Regions from separate parts of the Mus musculus genome. Here region 1 is linked to region 2. A link is a contact called in public HiChIP or PLAC-seq data. All regions are on one chromosome and are shown on one strand. Each heading gives the region's core, a stretch centred on a gene start, on an enhancer-like site or on the middle of the called end of the contact. The rest is flanking DNA. Distances are from core to core; before and after follow the strand shown.

The links. HiChIP or PLAC-seq counts read pairs in DNA pulled down with a chosen protein or histone mark.
Region 1: a contact with region 2 is called in an H3K4me3 HiChIP or PLAC-seq map of stem cell-derived neural progenitor cells, with 18 read pairs. The contact joins the promoter of Kctd18 here to the enhancer-like site in region 2. A contact is called at or near these places in 6 of 484 Hi-C or Micro-C datasets (embryonic limb bud, epidermal suprabasal cells, nephron progenitors and 3 more), 4 of 115 datasets of contacts at active chromatin or transcription factors (craniofacial prominence, embryonic hindbrain, embryonic stem cells and 1 more) and 3 of 9 other capture datasets (adipose tissue, embryonic stem cells and liver).

Annotation. Positions count from the first base shown.
Region 1 is chr1:57,968,097-57,972,954 of GRCm38.p6, reverse strand. It overlaps Kctd18 (potassium channel tetramerisation domain containing 18), which reads left to right and starts at 2,871. Exons shown (of 7, transcript NM_001159864.1): 1 at 2,871-2,934.
Region 2 is chr1:57,787,911-57,793,244 of GRCm38.p6, reverse strand. All of the region lies in intron 1 of Spats2l (spermatogenesis associated, serine-rich 2-like), which reads right to left. Among named protein-coding and RNA genes, the nearest start is that of Spats2l, 16 kb to the right of the region's middle. Within about 2 kb of position 3,189, at least 24 of the 459 cell types and tissues checked have an H3K27ac peak or open chromatin away from gene starts, as enhancers often do. A contact at or near this core is called in stem cell-derived neural progenitor cells, where this site is marked.

The sequences.
Region 1 (4,858 bases), core at 1,622-4,121, 180 kb before region 2:
TTTGTTCCTCTCTCATAATGTAGCATCCTAGGAAATTTGCCATTGTTCAGTTTAAGCTAGCACTCCCAAAGGTAATCTCGTAATTCCCCCCTCCCTTTATTTCCTTTATGTGGCAGTCATGAATCTGCAGCATACCAGTCTCCAGCTGCTGGGAGCATTCTTGAGTGCTCCAGCCTAGCTGCTGTGCTGTGAAATCCTTACCTGTGCTCAATGCTATAGTACTTCCTCCACACTGCCCCCTCCAACCCCCAGCAATTGAATGGAGCAGAGACACTAAGACACACTCCTTTGGAGACTTTCACTGGTCTATTGAAACTTTCTTGTTTGGTTTTATAGCATAGCCCATCTTGGCCTGTAACTTAGTGTAGTTTGGGCTGACTTAAAAGTTTATGATTATCATCTTTCCTGTGTCCCCCAAATCTGTGTTTCTATGTGTGAGTCATCACATCCAGTTTGACGCTTTCTAAGAACTGCACCACAAACACAGCCTTTCCTAGCCTTCCTTTCCTGGTCTCTTTTGGGATTGAGCTTGCATCCAGTTTAATCTCTCTCAGGTCCTCCTCCATGCCTTGCTATCATTCCCTCACAGGCTTGTCCTCAGTGAGTGTCTTGCCTACCTAATCTCATCCTGTTGTCTGATGCTTGTTCAAGGACCTGAACTAAAAACATCCTGGGTGATTCACTAGTTGACTTCATGTCATTTTTGTTTTCTAAGTGTATTAAATGCATGGATCCGGCCGGCCGGATGGTGGTGGTGTACGCCTTTAATCCCAGCACTAGGGAGGCCAGGGAAGGCAGATTTCTAAATTTGAGGCCAGCCTGGTTTACAAAGTGAGTTCCAGGACAGCTAGGGCTATACAGAGAAACCCTGTCTCAAAAACAAAAAAACAGACTAATAAATAAATAAATAAATAAGGAAAGAAAGAAAGAAGGAAGGAAGGAAGAAAGAAAGGAAGGCAAGCAAGGATCCATCTACTTTTCTCTGTAGCCATCACAGGTCAGATAGAAGCTATTACTCTTCTCCTCTAGATTATTACAACACTTAATTGCTTCAATAGTATACCTTTCCCGTAAATTCTTATCTCAGTCTATAGACAGACAGACACACACACCCCATATTACTTCCTTGCTTCAGCCCAGAATGGTTTCCTGTTATGCTTAAACTAAGACAAGAGCCTCAGCTGGTTCAGATGTAATTCCACCACTCAGCAGGAGGACAGTGAGCGCCAGGCTAGCCCAGCTGACATAGCAAAGCCCTCATTCATAAAAAAGATTTTAAAAACCTAACTGTTCAGCTTGTGTCTCTCTCCTTTCCCTATATCCCAGTGCCTACCCCAGCCTCAGGTATACTAGCTTCTTTTCTTTCTACCAATTTCCAAGTTCTTTTTTCCCCTAAAATATTATTATTGAGTCTCTTCAGAAAGTGAACACATTCACGTTTTTAGCTCTTGGAGTGAAGTCCTACCAACCAGTGAGGGACTCTCCATTCAAGCTTCATTCATTTCAACTCAACGTTGCCCTGCCTCTACTCTGAGGTAGCCATTATCCTCTGTAACTATTTTGATTGGTGTCTGTTTTGACCCCCACCCCCGCCCCAAAGAGGAGGAAGAGGAGGCAGCCATGGGCTTTCTACAGTCCATGATCTAAGAATACATACTACATATTTTAATGTTACAAAAAAAAAAGAAATCTCATTTTGAAGAATATTTCCTGACTCATGCAATAAGAAAATTTACTTTCACTGCCCATATAAAGCTGAAATACAGCACTGCTCAATTCAGTTTCTTTCATTGTCTATGTCTACTTTCACACCACACTAGGAAAGCTGATCGATCAGCTATGCTTAAAATGCAGAATTTTTTTTTTCCCAGATAAGATAGGTGAGGCAAATGCCTACATGTGTCTACGTGGGCATTTGGAGAGAGGACTACTGTTAGGGAAATACTACTTTGAATTGGCTAGCGTCATCCCATGGGTTGGGACTCTATGCTCCCTGCTGTTAGGAACTGATACCTTTGAAACTCAGGGCCAAAATAAACCCTCACTCCTTTAAGTTGTGTGTGTCAGGTCTTTTGGTTACAGTGATTAAAAATACTAAAATGTAAACTATTGACACTGTCTTGGCCAGCGCTCCATTCTCAGAGCCTGGTCTCTATCCTGTGAGAAATCACGGCAGCTTGAACAAACCTTCCCTGTCTCCCAAGACTTTTTAGCTGAAGGGCAGGCTGCCATACTTCTGGCTGGCTTCTTTCCTAAGACCTGTAAAAGAGGACTTTAGAATCTAGTAAGGAGCGAAGTGCCCGGAAAACAGGACTGTTTCACTCATCTTGAAATACATAGCCCTATACAGTTGGAAGATTTAAGTGTTATGGGGGTTTTATTAAGAAGAAATTAAATAGTTCTACAAGCGACTTAATACAGTGCTGGGTGTGCAAGAATGTTGAATGGAGGGTTGTCCTCCCTCCTCGGTTTTCCTTCCTGTAACAAGAATAAAACTACCATCTTAATTCTGATGTATGAAATTTCCAAAGATTTAATAAATATTTTTAGAAACCAACCACCATCTTTTACAGGTATAAAGTGTGCCTTGTGGAAAAGCTTTGCACGCCACAAACTATGCAAATGGGTAGATCCAAGTTCTAATATGTTAATGGAGTAGCTTCCCCTGGGGCTGGAAAACATCCTGTTCCACCAGAGGGGCCTAGACTCCGGGAAAATTCAGGAACGTTCTTGGGGCGTGGCCACCGCCGTCCCGTGGGCGGGGCGGGTCCGGGGCGAGGCCTCCCTTTTGGCGCACTGCACGTTGGGACCGCACGGGGGCGCCGCGGGTTGCTCCGCTCTACCAATCGTGGAGCATCCGAGTAGGCGACGGCTTACTTCCGCGTCCGGGCCCGGCTGCGTTGGGCGGCTGCGCCCAGGGACTGGCGGCCGCAGGTCAGTAAGCAGTCGCCGCTCCGCCCGCCGGTGTGGAGGAACCGGGCTCCGGGTGGGTGGCGGGCCCCGAAGCCTTGCGGGGCATCCTGAGGGAGGCCCCGGCCGGCCTCTCTGATGAAACGGGCGCTTTGGGTACCAGGCTTCGTTGTAGACCGAATTGGGGTCCGCTGGCCCAGGAAGACTTTGGCGGGGCCTGGTGATTCCCCATCTTTCCCGGTTTTGTCCAGCCGTGGCGAAGGGGCGTGAGCCCCATGAGCTGTGTTTCTCAAAAGTGTAGTCGGCGCCCGTCCCCACCTCTCAGACTTTGTGAATCAGACCCTGATGTGGCCGGGAGTCTGCCTTTTCAGCAGACATCCTCGACGGTTTGGTGCATCGTGCGGGAACCCTGCCTTCTCACAACAGAGTCCTCAGTGGGTGCATCGAGGAGTGTCATCACGGGGCCTGGCCTTGGGCTGCGGTCCCCAAATGGCAGCTGATAGTCAGTGAAGGGCCTAAACCAGGTGGAAGTTGTGTTAAAGGGATGGTCTGTGGGAGCATCCGTGAGAACCTGAAGCTGGCCCTTCTGGTTCACCTGGCTGCCCTGGGTTGTGACAGGCTCCACTGCTTATTATCAGGCAAGTCTGTGTAGACACCACACACATCAGTGAATTTTTTGCCCCTAGTGTTCTGTGTTAGTAGGGACAGTAAAATTTGTATGATAAAGTTTTTCTATGAATTAGGTAATGTTTCTTCACAGTGTCAGATACACAATAAGCATTCAGTAAATGGAGATTACTAAGAATGGCAGTGCCTTTGCTTTTATTGGGCTTATGGACAAAATAAAAATTAAAAAAAAATAGAGATTTAAACACATGGTGTAAGATCTGTATGAGAGTTTGTTGTGCAGGGGTACCAATTCCGCGCAGAAAGATCTTGCAAGAGATGAATCTTTATGTACGAACATGAGAAAATTCTAGAGAGCAGGTGTCTGTGAACAGTGTGAACCAGTTGGTTGCTCTGCTTCATGATTGGTTAGAGTGCTACTTCCAGGACTTTAAGGCAGCAGGAGGTCACGCCAGTAAGTGTTTTTGGAGGCCTGGACCTTGTTGGGTTCCTAATGAATTTTGTCTATTGTCCTTTTCTCAGATTCATAATGGCATATGGTGAAGTTGGTGTCTGTGGGGAAGGATTTTAGTTGATCATTTAGTAACACTGAATTGGCATGGATTCAGTTGAGTTTAGCAGTAAGTTTTTCACTTACTATGAAAGTGTAGAAGCTGCAGATTTCCAGGGGTGAGGATCTTAAACTTTGTCTTTTAGCCCGTTTCAGATTCCATAGAGAGCTCTTCCCCACAACCTTGTCCGTTTTAAAGCGAAGGAGCTGGATGACAGACAGGGTGTGACCTAAGGATCTAGAGCAGTCTGTAGAAATAGAATTCAGTTTTGGACATTTTATTTGTTTTTGTGTACATGGGTGTTTTGCCTGCCTTGTTTCTGTGTGCTGTAGATGGGCAGTGCCCCTAGAGACTGGAAGAGGTTATCAGATCACCGGAGTCACAGACTATCATTGTAAGGCATATGGTACTGAGAATTAAACCTGGGTCTTTTGTAAAAATAGCCATGTTTTCTTAACCACTTAGCCATCTCTCTAGCCCTTGGCATAAATAGAATTCTGATCTCAGTTAATGATATATTACTTAATTATATAGTTAACTACAATGTAATGATTCCAGTTATCCTTAATTTCTGCTCTTTGTTTCTTTAATCTCCAAAGTTTTATTTCAAGTTCCTCAGTGTATACCTTAAGGGAAATTTTGTAGGATCATACATGGCCTGTCATTTATTGTGCCACATGATTTGTGTGTGTTACCTTAATTACTCCTCTGGAGCTCTTTGGATCATTGCTGCCTCCATCTTATGGATAAGGAAACAAGAAAGTGATTAT
Region 2 (5,334 bases), core at 1,940-4,439:
TCAGTGTGAGCAAAATGAGTTATGTGATTGCTTAAATGAGACGTAAGAAACAAAAACTACACTTCTCTGACATTCCTTTAAAAATATATGTTGATATTATCATCCTATCTACCAGAAGACAGGTTGCTCAGCTAGGCTTATGATATAATATACCATACATATATACGTATATTTATATCCAACAAAGTATGGTGGTTGGGGGTGTGTTTCCTTTGAATGTGTGCTGCTGTTAACTACAGCAAGAAATATTGATTTTTTTTTTTTTTTTTTGGTTTTTCAAGACAGGGTTTCTCTGTATAGTCCTGGCTGTCCTGGAACTCACTCTGTAGAGCAGGCTGGCCTCAAACTCAGAAATCCGTCTGCCTCTGCCTCCCGTGTGCTGGGATTAAAGGTGTACGCCACCACGCCCGGCTCAAGAAATATTGATTTAACTGGCTTTAATATCCAGGTATTTGTTGACGTGTAGAAATGAAATATATCAAAACCATGATGAGCTTGCTACACGAGTCAAATCCCATTTTGGCTCATTCCCAAGGGCTGTCCAAAGTCTTCTGCTACACTGGAATTGTGTACTGTGGATGCTTCCTGAGTCACAGTAAAAGAAAAGAAAAAAAGAGAAGAAAAGAAAGGATTTCCATCCTAATGGGATCAGCTACATTAATGAATACTGTTAAAGAATTTTATGTAGTATAATTTATTGTAGACTGTACAGCAAGGGAAAAAGTTACAAATGTCACCCCTCCCTTTTCTCAACTCTGAGTTACATCTTACATTCTACGGAAGTATGCAGGCTTCTTTTCCAACATCTGCTTTTTCCCTGGCCTTTAACCAGGCCCAGTACAGTGCAGACACTCAGGAAATGGCTGCTGAAGAAATGGATGAGATGAAGCTTTGGCACCAAAGCAAAGGAAGGAATTTCATGATAGTTTCCTGTGCGGAAGGAAAAGCAAAAGCCAGACACAGTTCCAAAATGAGAACAGCGCGCAGGTTTAGGTGTCACCAAGCATGTTCAGCAAGGTCTGAGCCCAATGGGCCTTGGGTCAGCTCACTCAGGTCAAAGGGATTTGTTTAAAATATCTAGTACTCGACTCCCACCCCTAAGGACCCTCCCCCCCATTTCAACCATTAATTATCTGTAGACATCTTCATAAACACCCTACCATATAGCCCAATCAAGAGTGTTCCCATCCTGGCCATTCCCTCTATTACAGGGAGATAAAGGCAGAGGAAGAAGATAGGTGGGGTTTCTGATCCTGACATAAAGAGGATGAGGGGAGGACGGGTGTGGGGGGGATTGATGGCCCATAGGTCACTTTTCCTGGTATCAAGCTTCCTAACTTCTCCTTATCTTTCCTGCTCTCCAGCAGCACAATTATATTCTACAATGTCATCTTATCAGCTTTTATATTGAAAGCTAAAATGCATATCAAATATGTCATCTTTGCTTCTATTTCAGGACAGCATAGTAAATCCAAATACCTATGTTTTAGATTTGAGACAGAGTCTCGCTATATAGGCTTGGCTGTGCTAGAACTTCCTATTTAAGCCTGGCTGGCCTCTAACTCATGAGTGATCTTACTGACTCTGCCTCCTGAGTTCTGTGATGACAGATGTAGCTTAAATGTCTACCTTTACAAAGGACTTTAAAGTGTTCTAAAGACTGCTCTTTAAGCCTCAATCTCAAATTTAACTCTCCATCCTCTAAGGATTTGTGCTTCAGGAATGAGCATCCAACTTTTGAGAGATTCTAAGCTAGGCAATTGGGGGTTTCAGAGGAGAGAAAATACCTGTGGCAGTATCATCTAATAAGGTAGCAAAGAATCAGAAATGCCTGTGGGGTTAGACCTAGGAAAGGTACTTGTTTATGAATATAGCCACTGTTCATCTGAAAATATTTTAAATTAGCTCCTCTAGTGACTAAGAAAACAAAGCAGGAAAGAACTTCTGAGTTAGCCAAATGATTCGTTCAATATATTTGATCCTTCAAATGATCTGTGACTTTGCAATCCCCATTATCCCCACTGGAGAGTCAAGGATCTGGGGCACATGGAAGGATAGCTCTTTGTCTGGTAGACTAAGTAACAGGTCCAATCTTTAGAAAAGAACTAAAGGTTGACTGGTTGGGCACTTCCCACCCATAACACCTCCATGCGGATGGAGACATTATCAATAGTTCAAGTTGGTAAAGAAGTTCTGTCAGGACCTGAAACTTTCCTGCTTACTGGGACGCTGAAGCTAAGGCTTCTCCCTTTCAAGCATGAGAGTGACTGGAGGAAAGCAGCACAATCACAAGACAGAAGTGAGTGAGCTCAAGAGATGGCGCACCTCGAGAATTCAAAAGCCAAAGCTAGCTGTCCCGACTAGACAGTAACTGGCTGTAAAAGCTACAGCAAAGCACCTCTTATATATGCAAGATTATAACCAGTATTTATTTCTTGATCGCCTTTCCTAGGAATTAGAATCTACGGAATGACAAACCACGATCACCTTATTAAAAAGTAACTTCAATTGCCCCTTTGTTAGGGAGCAATGTAAGGTATTGACTGGCAATACCTGTGCCTTCTTCGTCATATTAATTATATGCTTTTCCTACAAGATTGGCTGCCACACTGCATGCTGTGAGTCAGATCTGAAAGCTGCCAAGATAAATGTTCCCAAAGCCGACTTTTTAAAGACAACTTGGCAGCTCACAAATAGTCCTTTGGCGGGGGTATACCCCAATATACTTCAAGTTTCCCCCATACCTGTACTGATACTCAGAGTATTATCAACATTCCTTCAGTGAGTACCATCCTATGGCTAAAGCTAATCAATACCAAACAAGCAAGAAGAGAAACGTGCAATTTCTTTTGACAGTATCAATTTATTTTAAGTGTTCTTACTGCTTAATTCCTTAGCTGATTTACGTGAAGCACTCTGACTCCCGGGCAGATTAGTGATTCCGACCTTGTCCGTACAACAAAAAACAAAGAAGCTTTCTGTTGTATTGACTAAATAGACGTCTTCTACACATGCAATGCTTTCATCAAGTAATCATATCAATGCTGCTTTCCCTTGACTTAACGCCTTATTTTAATGAGGCTCCATTATAAGACATATAAGAACATCCGCACACAAGAGGAACTGCCATCGAGCAAGCCAAGAGTTCCAGCCAAGTGTCCTATCTTTTACGTGGCACCCAGTGACATTTTGTAGAAAGCACAATAGTGACTATTCATTCTGCTGGCCTCCAAGAGACAGGAATGAGTGCATGGCAGAATAGAAAAGGCTTGTGCTTCCAAACCAGACAGCTGCCTGTACTTCCACTACCTATCTGTGACTCCGGGCAAGCAGCCTGTCTGCCCTCAGACCTTCTTCCTCTGAAAATTAGGGGTGACAGACCTCCCTCAAAGGGGCTGTGCAAGGGCAGAAGGGAAACTCTGCTGTGAAGAACACACAGCATTTAATCTAGCACGTTGGTAAACATTTAAAAAAATCTGAAATCTCTTCTCTTTCAATAAAAATGCCATTAGAAGTAGATTGGAAAGAGAGGCCCATTGGTCAGGCAAACTTTATATGCCCCAGTACAGGGGAATGCCGGGGCCAAAAAATGGGAATGGGTGGGTAGAGGAGTCGGGGGGGGGTGTGGGGGACTTTTGGGATAGCATTGGAAATGTAATTGAGGAAAATACGTAAAAAAAAAAAAGAAGTAGATTCATCTTTGAATCTGTTGTCTATACACATACAAAAAAAAAGTATGGGATATAAACTGTGGTGTTCTTTAGGGTGGCACAGAACTAGAAATGAGCAAACTTTAGGGAAATGATACTATCTAAGTGTATTCATATATTGAAATTTATGCAGTCATTCTAAGTGTTTTCAAATATGTTCTGACAAGGAAATTTTTGACCCTAGAATTTGAGTGAATAAAGCAGGAAAAAGAACTCATCTAGTAACTATAGCTCACACACATGTGGCACAGGCTGTAGACCAAACGCCATGCTCTTATTAATTCTAATAATGAATATACACTATGGCCAGCCCATTTCATGGAAGTGGACAAGGAAACTTAGAGAGTTTTGGAACTGCAGTCACTACATAATAATAATTAGTATAGCTAGGACTAGAACCTCAAGGTGTCAGAACTGGAACACTCCAGGGTTGGGGGCATTACTAGGGACTCAACTCAGGAACTCTTGAGTTACACCCTTAGGATTCAAAGCACTTTTAATTACTATTCTACACTGTTTCTTCAGCACTAACTTCTGTGTCTTTATTGAGGCTTGTTGAGAACACACACACACACACACACACACACACACACCATGGATTCTTACAACCACCACAAAATGTGTATCAGGAAAGCAAACACCAAACTTCAACAGTGACCATCTCCAGCTGGTAAAATGTTAGCTGTGTTTTAACCTATTTGTGTCCATTTCTGTACCTCCTAAAGTGAACAAATATGTACGTATGTTTCCATATTTTTTCACATGAGAAAATGTGTGAGGATGCTTCAAAAACATTAACATAAATATTACTCTTTTAACGAGACAAGATTTGTGCCTTGACTACATGAATTTGAGTTTCTTGTGACTACTAACCTTGTACTCTTTTCTACATCTAGTACAAGGTGAAGGGGAAAACATATAAAAAGCATTTTGTGCATAAATTCTACAAAGTAGTAATGAAAGCACTGTGTGTTATTGGAGAGGTATTTGACATTGATCCAAAAGGCCCACATATAACTATTATTGTTAGTACTATTATTATTTGCAAAAGGAAGAAACAGGAAAGACTTTGCAAATAAAACAGACTATTCTGCTTGGAGTAAACACATCCATAGTTGACACTGTGCCATCAACACAGTCTCTGTCATAGTCATGCCACTGATACTGTCATGGAGCATGTCTGTAGGTGCCAGCTTACTGTCTGGACATGTCTCAGCTCAGTACTATCTCTTCTAGGAGGTGTGAACATGACAACATGCTGGAGAGACACGTAAGGAGTAATTTCCTGTCACTTCAATGATTTGTTTTAAGAACATGTTTCTATAGAAATGAGATGAATAATGTGCTAAGAAGCAATTTTCAGTCTTTTTTTTTTTTAAAAAGAAGAAAAAGTAATGTAACCTAAAACCAATTCTAAACCAGTCTTGTTTCGCTCATAAAAGAGATTCTGTAATGTGTAATAAACAGACCAACGGTGAGCGCCACTAATGTGCTGGGCTAAGACATCCCCTTGTTGTATCCTCTTTGACAACAAAGTAAATGTGGGATCATCATACTAGATTTTTTATTTTAAAAACTAACAAAATTCTCATGCTGAAGTCTCTTGGAGAAAGAAACAGACTCC